2 separate regions of the Mus musculus genome follow, and region 1 is linked to region 2. Evidence: chromatin contacts called from public HiChIP or PLAC-seq data. All regions are on one chromosome and are shown on one strand. Each heading gives the region's core, a stretch centred on a gene start, on an enhancer-like site or on the middle of the called end of the contact. The rest is flanking DNA. Distances are from core to core; before and after follow the strand shown.

The links. HiChIP or PLAC-seq counts read pairs in DNA pulled down with a chosen protein or histone mark.
Region 1: a contact with region 2 is called in a RAD21 HiChIP or PLAC-seq map of pro-B cells, with 4 times the contacts expected there. The contact joins two enhancer-like sites. A contact is called at or near these places in 2 of 15 datasets of contacts at CTCF or cohesin (large pre-B cells and pro-B cells), 1 of 484 Hi-C or Micro-C datasets (bone marrow-derived macrophages), 1 of 115 datasets of contacts at active chromatin or transcription factors (embryonic midbrain) and 1 of 9 other capture datasets (macrophages).

Annotation. Positions count from the first base shown.
Region 1 is chr1:131,563,430-131,567,644 of GRCm38.p6, reverse strand. No RefSeq gene overlaps it. Among named protein-coding and RNA genes, the nearest start is that of Avpr1b, 34 kb to the left of the region's middle. Within about 2 kb of position 1,389, at least 37 of the 459 cell types and tissues checked have an H3K27ac peak or open chromatin away from gene starts, as enhancers often do. A contact at or near this core is called in pro-B cells, where this site is marked.
Region 2 is chr1:131,211,599-131,215,720 of GRCm38.p6, reverse strand. It overlaps Rassf5 (Ras association (RalGDS/AF-6) domain family member 5), which reads left to right. Exons shown (of 6, transcript NM_018750.4): 2 at 3,343-3,464. Among named protein-coding and RNA genes, the nearest start is that of Gm28913, 31 kb to the left of the region's middle. Within about 2 kb of position 1,255, at least 8 of the 459 cell types and tissues checked have an H3K27ac peak or open chromatin away from gene starts, as enhancers often do. A contact at or near this core is called in pro-B cells, where this site is marked.

The DNA.
Region 1 (4,215 bases), core at 140-2,639, 350 kb before region 2:
CCTGTATTCATCTGGACCCAGTCTTGTTTCTAGCATGTATGGATCCAAGAGTCTGGATCCAGTAGCCAATAGTACCTATACTGATTCCTCATAGCAGTCTTTAGGGGGTCAATGAACAATTTGTGAAAGATCTATGAACACTACAAGGTACATTAAAATTAAAAGTGTTTGTTAGTATGGATAAAATATTTATTTGTCTTTGTATGGTAGCATTTAAATTTCGTGGCATTAGAGATTAAATCCAAGGCCCCACACATGCAAGGCAAATGCTAATTTTACTGTATTTTATTTTTATTGCATGAATTGTTAGTTCCTTCTCTCTAGCTTCTTGGGTTCCCATCCCTCCACTACCCAGGTTACAAGTATAACTGAACATCAGCATATAGGCCACACCCATTCTTACTCAGAGGATTTAGACAGGTCCAGGTCCATGTGGATATGGCAAGCTCTGGGCATAGGGGAGAGATGGGCCCTCCAGGAAGCTATTCATGGCGAGCAGAGAGACCTGCGTCAGGGCATATGATCGATACAGGTGGTGTTGTTTTACATCCCTTATCTCCCAAGAACCAAGACTAAGGGTATCCAACCAGTTAAACAACTTTCAGCTGTCCATCCATAAGAAGGGACATATCACTAGGATTCTAACACAACACTAATAATAGATCGTAGAATGATTTGATGAGAAATTCTCAAACAGAGACAAAATGGGATTGGAGGACATACTTTGCTAAATACTGCAATCCTGGGCATGGGGAAGCAGGAGTTTGGAAGGCTAAGGCAGAGGATTCTCAAGTTTCAGGCCATCCTGACCACATAGAGAGACTTTACTGAAGAAGAGGTGGGGAAGGAAGAAAAAAGGAGATGGAAGAGAAGAAAGAAAAGAAAAAAAGAGGGGTAAGGCTCTGTGGAACATTCTTGGTTAGCAGTTAATGGTTCTTAAACACCCATGGAAGGAGCTACAGAGACAAAGTTTGGAGCTGAGACAAAAGGACGGACCATCTAGAGACTGCCATATCCAGGGATCCATCCCATAATCAGCTTCCAAACGCTGACACCATTGCATACACTAGCAAGATTTTGCTGAAAGGACCCAGATATAGCTGTCTCTTGTGAGACTATGCTGGGGCCTAGCAAACACAGAAGTGGATGCTCACAGTCAGCTATTGGATGGATCACAGAGCCCCCAATGGAGGAGCTAGAGAAAGTACCCAAGGAGCTAAAGGGAACTGCAACCCTATAGGTGGAACAACAATATGAACTAACCACTGTGGAGAGCCGCAATAACATTTACCATCATAAGATGGCGCTGGCTCCACAGTGCCTTATGCCACCTAAACAAAGAATAGCTATGTGCGCATGTACTAAGAGCAAAAGCCCGCCAAAGTCACTAGCCCACCCTGGGGCTTGGGAGATCGTGGGTGGAGCTACCAGTCGTAGTTAGACACGTCACTTCAGAGGGTATTTAAGCCACACACGTTTCTGAGCCTTCTTTGTCTACCTCATTATGTTGTGAAATAAAGTTAACCACGGAAGGATCTGTGTCCTGTGTGCGTTCCTGCTGGGCGGGGACAAAAGCTCAGGACAAACCAGTACCCCCTGGAGCTCGTGTCTCTAGCTGCATATGTATCAGAAGATGGCCTAGTCGGCCATCAGTGGAAAGAGAGGCCCATTGGTAGTGCAAACTTTATATGCCTCAATACAGAGGAACACCACCAAAAAGTGGGAGTGGGTGGGTAGGGGAGGGGAGGAGGGTATGGGGGACTTTTGGGATAGCATTGGAAATGTAAATGAGGAAAATACCTAATAAAAAAATTAAAAAAAAAAAGAAGAAGCACAGTCAAGTGAATGACACAGTCACTGTCTTGGAAAGGGGTCTGGAAAATTGGGAATAGAGTGAATCTCCCTATATTTTAGAAGCTTTGCATCAACAGTACTCACTGTCCATTTACTGGGTAGAAAAGTGATATCCCTAAGAAGGAAGAATTAAGATGTACCAGTTGGCGGTGGGGGTCCAAAGGCAGAGACACATGTTCTCTGTCAATCACATCAAAAGACACTGCTAAGATGGGCCTGCGCTCCTCTCCTTGGACAAGCACGTCACCAACAGAAGAATGTTTAAACTGACAGCAGCATCCTCTGGATGCTTTGTCTCTCTAGTCAGCTGGAAATCTCTAAGGCTCAGAATAGATGCCTTTCCTCCCACAAGACTTCTTTCACCTCCTGAGTATGAGCTGGGTGTCATTTGTTGGTGCTCTGACAGACCCTGTTGTAATTCTCTGTTACAACCCTTACATGTATGTTGTCATTGCCTGGTTATATGACCAGGGTCTTTGCTGGGCCACGAGCTCCAAGGATTAGGGACTCTGTCTGTAGTCCACTACTGTGCTCTTGGGTAATGAACACCTAAGCTAGTGCTGTCATGTATTTATAAAAGTCGGGGGTAATTTAATTGGAGTGGAGTGTCACCTACTGTAGCCAAGCATTGGTATAGAGGCCAAAAGACAAGAAAGTAACTTGTGGATCTTGAGAACAATCATGGCATGACACAGTCTGATGGTTTAGGAGCAGACAGGAGCACCCTCAGAATCAGGAGCAATGTAGATGCAAGACAGTGGGTAAAGATATCAGCTATGTGATACCCTGGGGATGTTACCTTCTCTCCTAGCAATAATTCAAGGAGGAAGAATTTCTACCCTGACTTGATCCTTAGTCTCGTATTCCTGGAAAGGTGCCAAACACTTGTGGCAATACCATACGTACATGATTTCATGATTTTGTATTCATGGTTGCTTCCAGCTTTTACATAGAGCCATTTGAGAATGCAATGAAAACTCTAAACCTCCTCAAAGAGGGGTCACAGGTGTGCACTCTACAAAAGTATCTGTTTCAGGCTGAAGTGATGGCTCAAGCAGGTTCGGAGCACTTGCTGCACAATGTTGAGGGCAGATGTAGGAGATTGGTGTGATTGGTGCTAATGCTTTGAATCTGTGTGTCTAGTTGCTGAAGATCCTTGTCCCCAGTTGGTTTTTGTTCTATCAATAAAGATGTCAGCCGGGCTGGTGAGATGGCTCAGTGGGTAAGAGCACCCGACTGCTCTTCTGAAGGTCCCGAGTTCAAATCCCAGCAACCACATGGTGGCTCAAAACCATCCGTAGCGAGATCTGACTCCCTCTTCTGATGTGTCTGAAGACAGCTACAGTGTACTTACATATAATAAATAAATAAATCTTTAAAAAAAAAAAAAAAAGATGTCAGCCAGTGGCTGGGCATGGGGCAGGACACTGAGAGTTGCTTGGGTAGGAATCAGGAGGACTGGGAAAAAAACAATAGCGACAGGAGATAAAGCCAGCCAGCCATGTGAGTTTTCAGGGAAGTGGCCAGTGGTGTAACAGGGGAAGGTTTAGGAGTGCCCAGCCTTTGAAGTAGCCAAGGCATTTTAAAATTAACTGGTGTGTGTGTGTGTGTGTGTGTGTGTGTGTGTGTGTGTGTGTGTGTTCTATTCATGGATCTGAGATAGCTCCTGGGCTGGTAGTGCAGCCTACTCAGAAGCATAAGGTGGGGTAGCAAAAACTACAGACAACAGCTGGAGCCTGGATCCCAGCATCCATGGGAAAGCCATGAGTAGTCCCACACATACATGTATCCCCTGTTCTGGGGGTGGGGGGCAGGGCAGAGATAGAAGAATTGCTAGAGCTTGCAGGCTTCCAGCCTAGCTGGGAAAACACAAGTCCCAAGTTTGGGGAGAGACACTGCCTCAAAAGAATACATGGAGATTGGTAAAGGACATTCTGTACCCTCTTCTGACCTCCAAACTCATGCACAGGCACAGGCATTAACTAGCACACACATGTAGGCCTACACTCATGAACACACACAGCAAATAAATAAATAAATAGATCTGCATGTACATATAATGTACAGCCCCATTAAGTTCCTTCACAGATGTCAGCTTTCATCCTAATCCATTCTAAATTGATCTCCATAGTGCCACCAGGATGAGCATGAAAAACAAACGTAAGGAGATTTTTTTTTTTAACTTTTCAGGGAAAACTGATCCTTTATAATAGACATGAACCACATACTTCCTCCTGGCCCTCCTTTCTCTCCAGCTGTGACAAATAAAAAGCAACACCTGTCCTTCCAACCACATATCTTTCACTTTTTCTGCCCAGACTTCTCTGCTTGTGGGACACTTACTTATAAACTGACTCAGAT
Region 2 (4,122 bases), core at 6-2,505:
TTATAACACATAGTAGGACACCAGAGACAGAGGCTGGGTCACAGGGATGAGTTGCCTTGAGAGAAGGATGGCTGGGGAGGGGGGGTTAGTTCTAGGGGTCCCCTGGGACATGGCTAAAGCTTTGGGACATAGAGCATTGACTCACCCCTGCCCTGTAGGACAGTTTCTGTGTGTAGTGATGGTCCAGGGCTCAGATGTTACCGATGCTGGCCTAGAAGCCCTGAGTTTGGCATTTCCAGGGGCTGGGAAGTATGAAGATGTGTTCCAGGAGTTTTGCTGCCGCCATGACTACATGGTCTTATTAGAGTTACTAATTATTAAAGTTACTGTTGTTCATGTACATTCCTTGTCTTTAATTGCATAGTTATTTTGTTTTGTTGAGACAGGGAACCCACTATGTAGACCAGGCTGGACTTAAACTCTGCCCTCTGAGTGCTAGGATTAAAGGTATGTGCCGCCACACAGTTTTAAAGGGCGTGGTGCTATACACATTTTCTGAAGTTCCAAACCTGCTCTTGGGAGTCTTCCATTCCTAGCTTGACCAGTTCAGTTTCAGAACTATAAAAAAAAGGTCTTCCTGAGGTATTGGGGCATGTGTGTGTCAGAAGCAGTGAAAGAAAGCAATCCAGGTGCACAGAACGTGCCAACCATGGCAGACACTGCGAGGCGAAGAGAGGAAACCCTGTGCTCTCTGGAGGCATCCCCTCTGGGGACACAGTGGCTCTCACTGTGGAGCATCAGAGTTTCTAGCCCACCCTCTTTTTCATGTCCCCACTTTTTTTTTTTTATTTTTGACTCTGGAGCATTCTTCAACACTCAGAGCGTGACCAGAAGCCACACAGGTGTGTCCCCAGAGCTGAGCCCCAAATGGCCCCACCCTTTATGGGCTCTGCCCCCAGTGTTAGATTATCAGAAACTGGCATTTCTGGATGCTACAGTTGAACTAGGCACAAAGCCCTCTGTGCCCTTTACCCACTGAGGGTGAGCTATCTCCACTGAGCTGTGTGTCAGCCATTGGAGCTCCAAGGCACCTTTGGGACACTGAAGGGGCATGACGTGGCCTCAGAGGACTGACCTTACCTGTTATGACTTCTGTTGGTTGTTGCCCGACCCCTACCTTCCAGCTTGACACAAGCCAAGGTCATCTGGGAAGAGGAAACTTCAGTTGAGAAAAATGCCTCCGTCAGATTGGCTTGTGGGCAAGTCAGTGGGCGTATCTTCTTGATTAATGATTGATGTGGGGGAGCCTAGCCCATTATGTGTAGTGCCACCTCAGGGCAGGTGGTTCCAAGTTGTGTAAGCTATGGAGAGAGTCTTAGTTAATGTCCTGTTGCTATGAGGAGATACCATGACCAAATCTTGTAAAGGAAATCATTTAATTGGGGGCTTGCTTACTGTTTCTGAGGGTTAGTCCATTATCAGTCGTCATGGCAGGGGTTGTGGCTGCAAGCCGGAAGGCATGATGCTGGAGTGGTCACAGAGAGCTTTACATCCTGACTGCAGGCAGGGGCTGGGGGCTGCAGGGGCTGGGGGTGGGGTGGGGGGGACACTGGGCCTATTGTGGGCTTTTTAAACCTCAAAGACCACTCCCAGTGACACACCACCTCCAACAAGGCCACAGCGACTGATTCTTCCAAACAGTTCGCCAACTGGCAACCAAGCAGTGAGCATCTCTGGGGGCCATTCTCCTTCATACTACCATAAAGAGCAAGCCAGGAAACAGTGTTCCTCTGTGGCTTCTGCTTAGTCCCTGCTTCCAGGTTCCTGCCCTGACTTCCCTTCATGATAGACTATAAACTATAAACTAAAATAAACTCTTTTCTCCTTAAGTTGCTTTGATATTAGTGTTTAATCACATCAATGGAGAAAAAGCTAGGAGGATGCTAGGAAAGAACTAAAGAATGGGATGCTGGCAGCTTTCCCTGAGGACCCAAGGGATATGTGCACTAAGCTTCTATTAGTCGTCACCCCAAGAAGGTGGACATGAAGTTAGACCATGGAGGACGCGTAGGGTTCTGGAACCTATGTCCCTGTACTTGTCAGGGTCTTTATATAAGGACTATAGCCTGGGGGCCCATTTGAGGGGATTTAAGGAGGCAGCTGGGGACAGCAGGGATCATATTCTGGAATTCCTCAGCTGAGTGAGAAGAAAACCAGCTGCCTCAGGGCCCCAAGATAGAGTATGCTGCCTGGCAGCTTGCAGAAAAGGAGACCAAATGTGCCAAATTTGAAATTTGGTAGATAGAAGGGATTCTCGGGGTGCCTGAACCATCATCAGCCAAGAGTAACCCTCCTTCTTCCAGACCATCCGTGCAAGCCCAGGCTTTGAGGTCCCTGCCCCCAAACCCACGTGCTCTGGTTTACCTCAGGCCCCTGGCTTCACAGTCAGGAGAGCCAGTATGTGGAGAGCTTTGCCCTGACTGAGCTGTGGCACCTTCAGGACAAGGGACCACAGCTGGCCCGGCAGCCATCTATGCGAACCCTGTCTTCTGCCAGCCCCACCCTCCTGTCCTTTTCTCCTGCCTCTGGCTGAGTCTCTCTGCTTCCTGGCCCCTTGGACCGCCCTTGCCTTTTGCCAAGGAGGCTCTAGAGGAAGGTCCTGGGAAACAGGAAACAGCAGCGTATGCTCTGCCACTTGTGGTATGTGCCACTGCGGGCCTTCCTTTCCATCTCTGAGGAAGTCCCTGGATGAAAGTCTAAAGGTTCTTTTCAATTCTGGACATTAAGTCTCTACTTCCATGGATGAGAACACCACCTCTGGAAATTTGTGCCTTTCCCCCAGTTTGGGGTATCGTCAGTGGACTATTCCAATGGGGTTAAAGGAAGCACCCCAACATTTCTAGTCTAGACAGGGCCAGAGAGAGAATGCGTGTGATAATGACTTTGCCTTTGGGGTAATTTTAATGCTTGCAGACATACCCTCTTATGCCTGTAGAAACATCTTTACGTCACAGTCTGGATAATACCTATGTTTTATAGATTGACAAAGCGAAGCTCTTCCAGGGCTATATGGCCTCTGGTTATCAATATGTATTGGTAGAATATATAGCCAGATGATCTGACTATGAAGAAATCACTGAGGACCCCAGGTCCCAATAACGAATGCAGAGTCACACCAGATAGTGCAGGCAGAAGCGGTCTGCACGGGTGTGAAGCATTTGCTGCCACCATTTGTGCCAGTGCAGAGGTCAGATGTCACCCTTACACAGTCCCCTGCACTCCCCCTCCCCTCTTCTTCACTATACTGCCCTTCCCATCAGTGCTAAACGCAATCCCAGTTTCTCTGGTAAAGAAGGTAGACATCTACCTGACCCCTGATCCCTTTTATCTCTCTCCCTCTAGATTGTAAATTCACCTGCCACTCGGAGTGCCGCAGCCTGATCCAGCTGGACTGCAGACAGAAGGGGGGCCCTGCCCTGGATAGACGCTCTCCAGAAAGCACCCTCACCCCAACCTTGAACCAGGTAAGCAGGGGAGCCCGCAGGCCAGGCTGGAGAGCAGCCCCTGTAGGTGGCACAAGTCCATATAGACAAGCTGTTCTCTGGCCACACGGAGCCTCAGACACACCCTACCACAGGGGTCTGGGAAGTGACAGGCCTGCCCTGGAGATTTCTCCATGAAGTCTATTTGTCCCTGGGTTCTGATTCAGGTATAGGTGCAGATGGGAGCAGAGTGGCTCCTAGAGAACTTTCTAGAAGACCTGAAGCTCCACACATCAGCTTGCCTTTAGATCATAGTTCCTTCCAGACTTCTCAGACCAACCTTCAAAGGGGCTGGGCATTTCTCTGCGGAAGCAATGGGAGTATGGTGTCCTCAGTGGCTCATGATTCTGAGGTTTACAAAGCACACAAATGGCCATGCATCTGAACTGTAATGTTTAGGGATTGGGCTGTGGAGGACAGAGTGTATTGATTGTTGTGTTAAACATTCATCAAGTATCTGTTATGTATCAAGTGCTGTTGAGGATATGCAAAATAAGTGATAACTTCAGAATGGTCCACAGAGAGCTTCCATGCTGGCTGGGGAATTGTAACACAGCTGACTGGTAGATACCAGGACATGTGTGCAATAAGTATTAGCCAAGTATTTTGGGGTACACTGTGTAATTGTTTCTGCTAACAT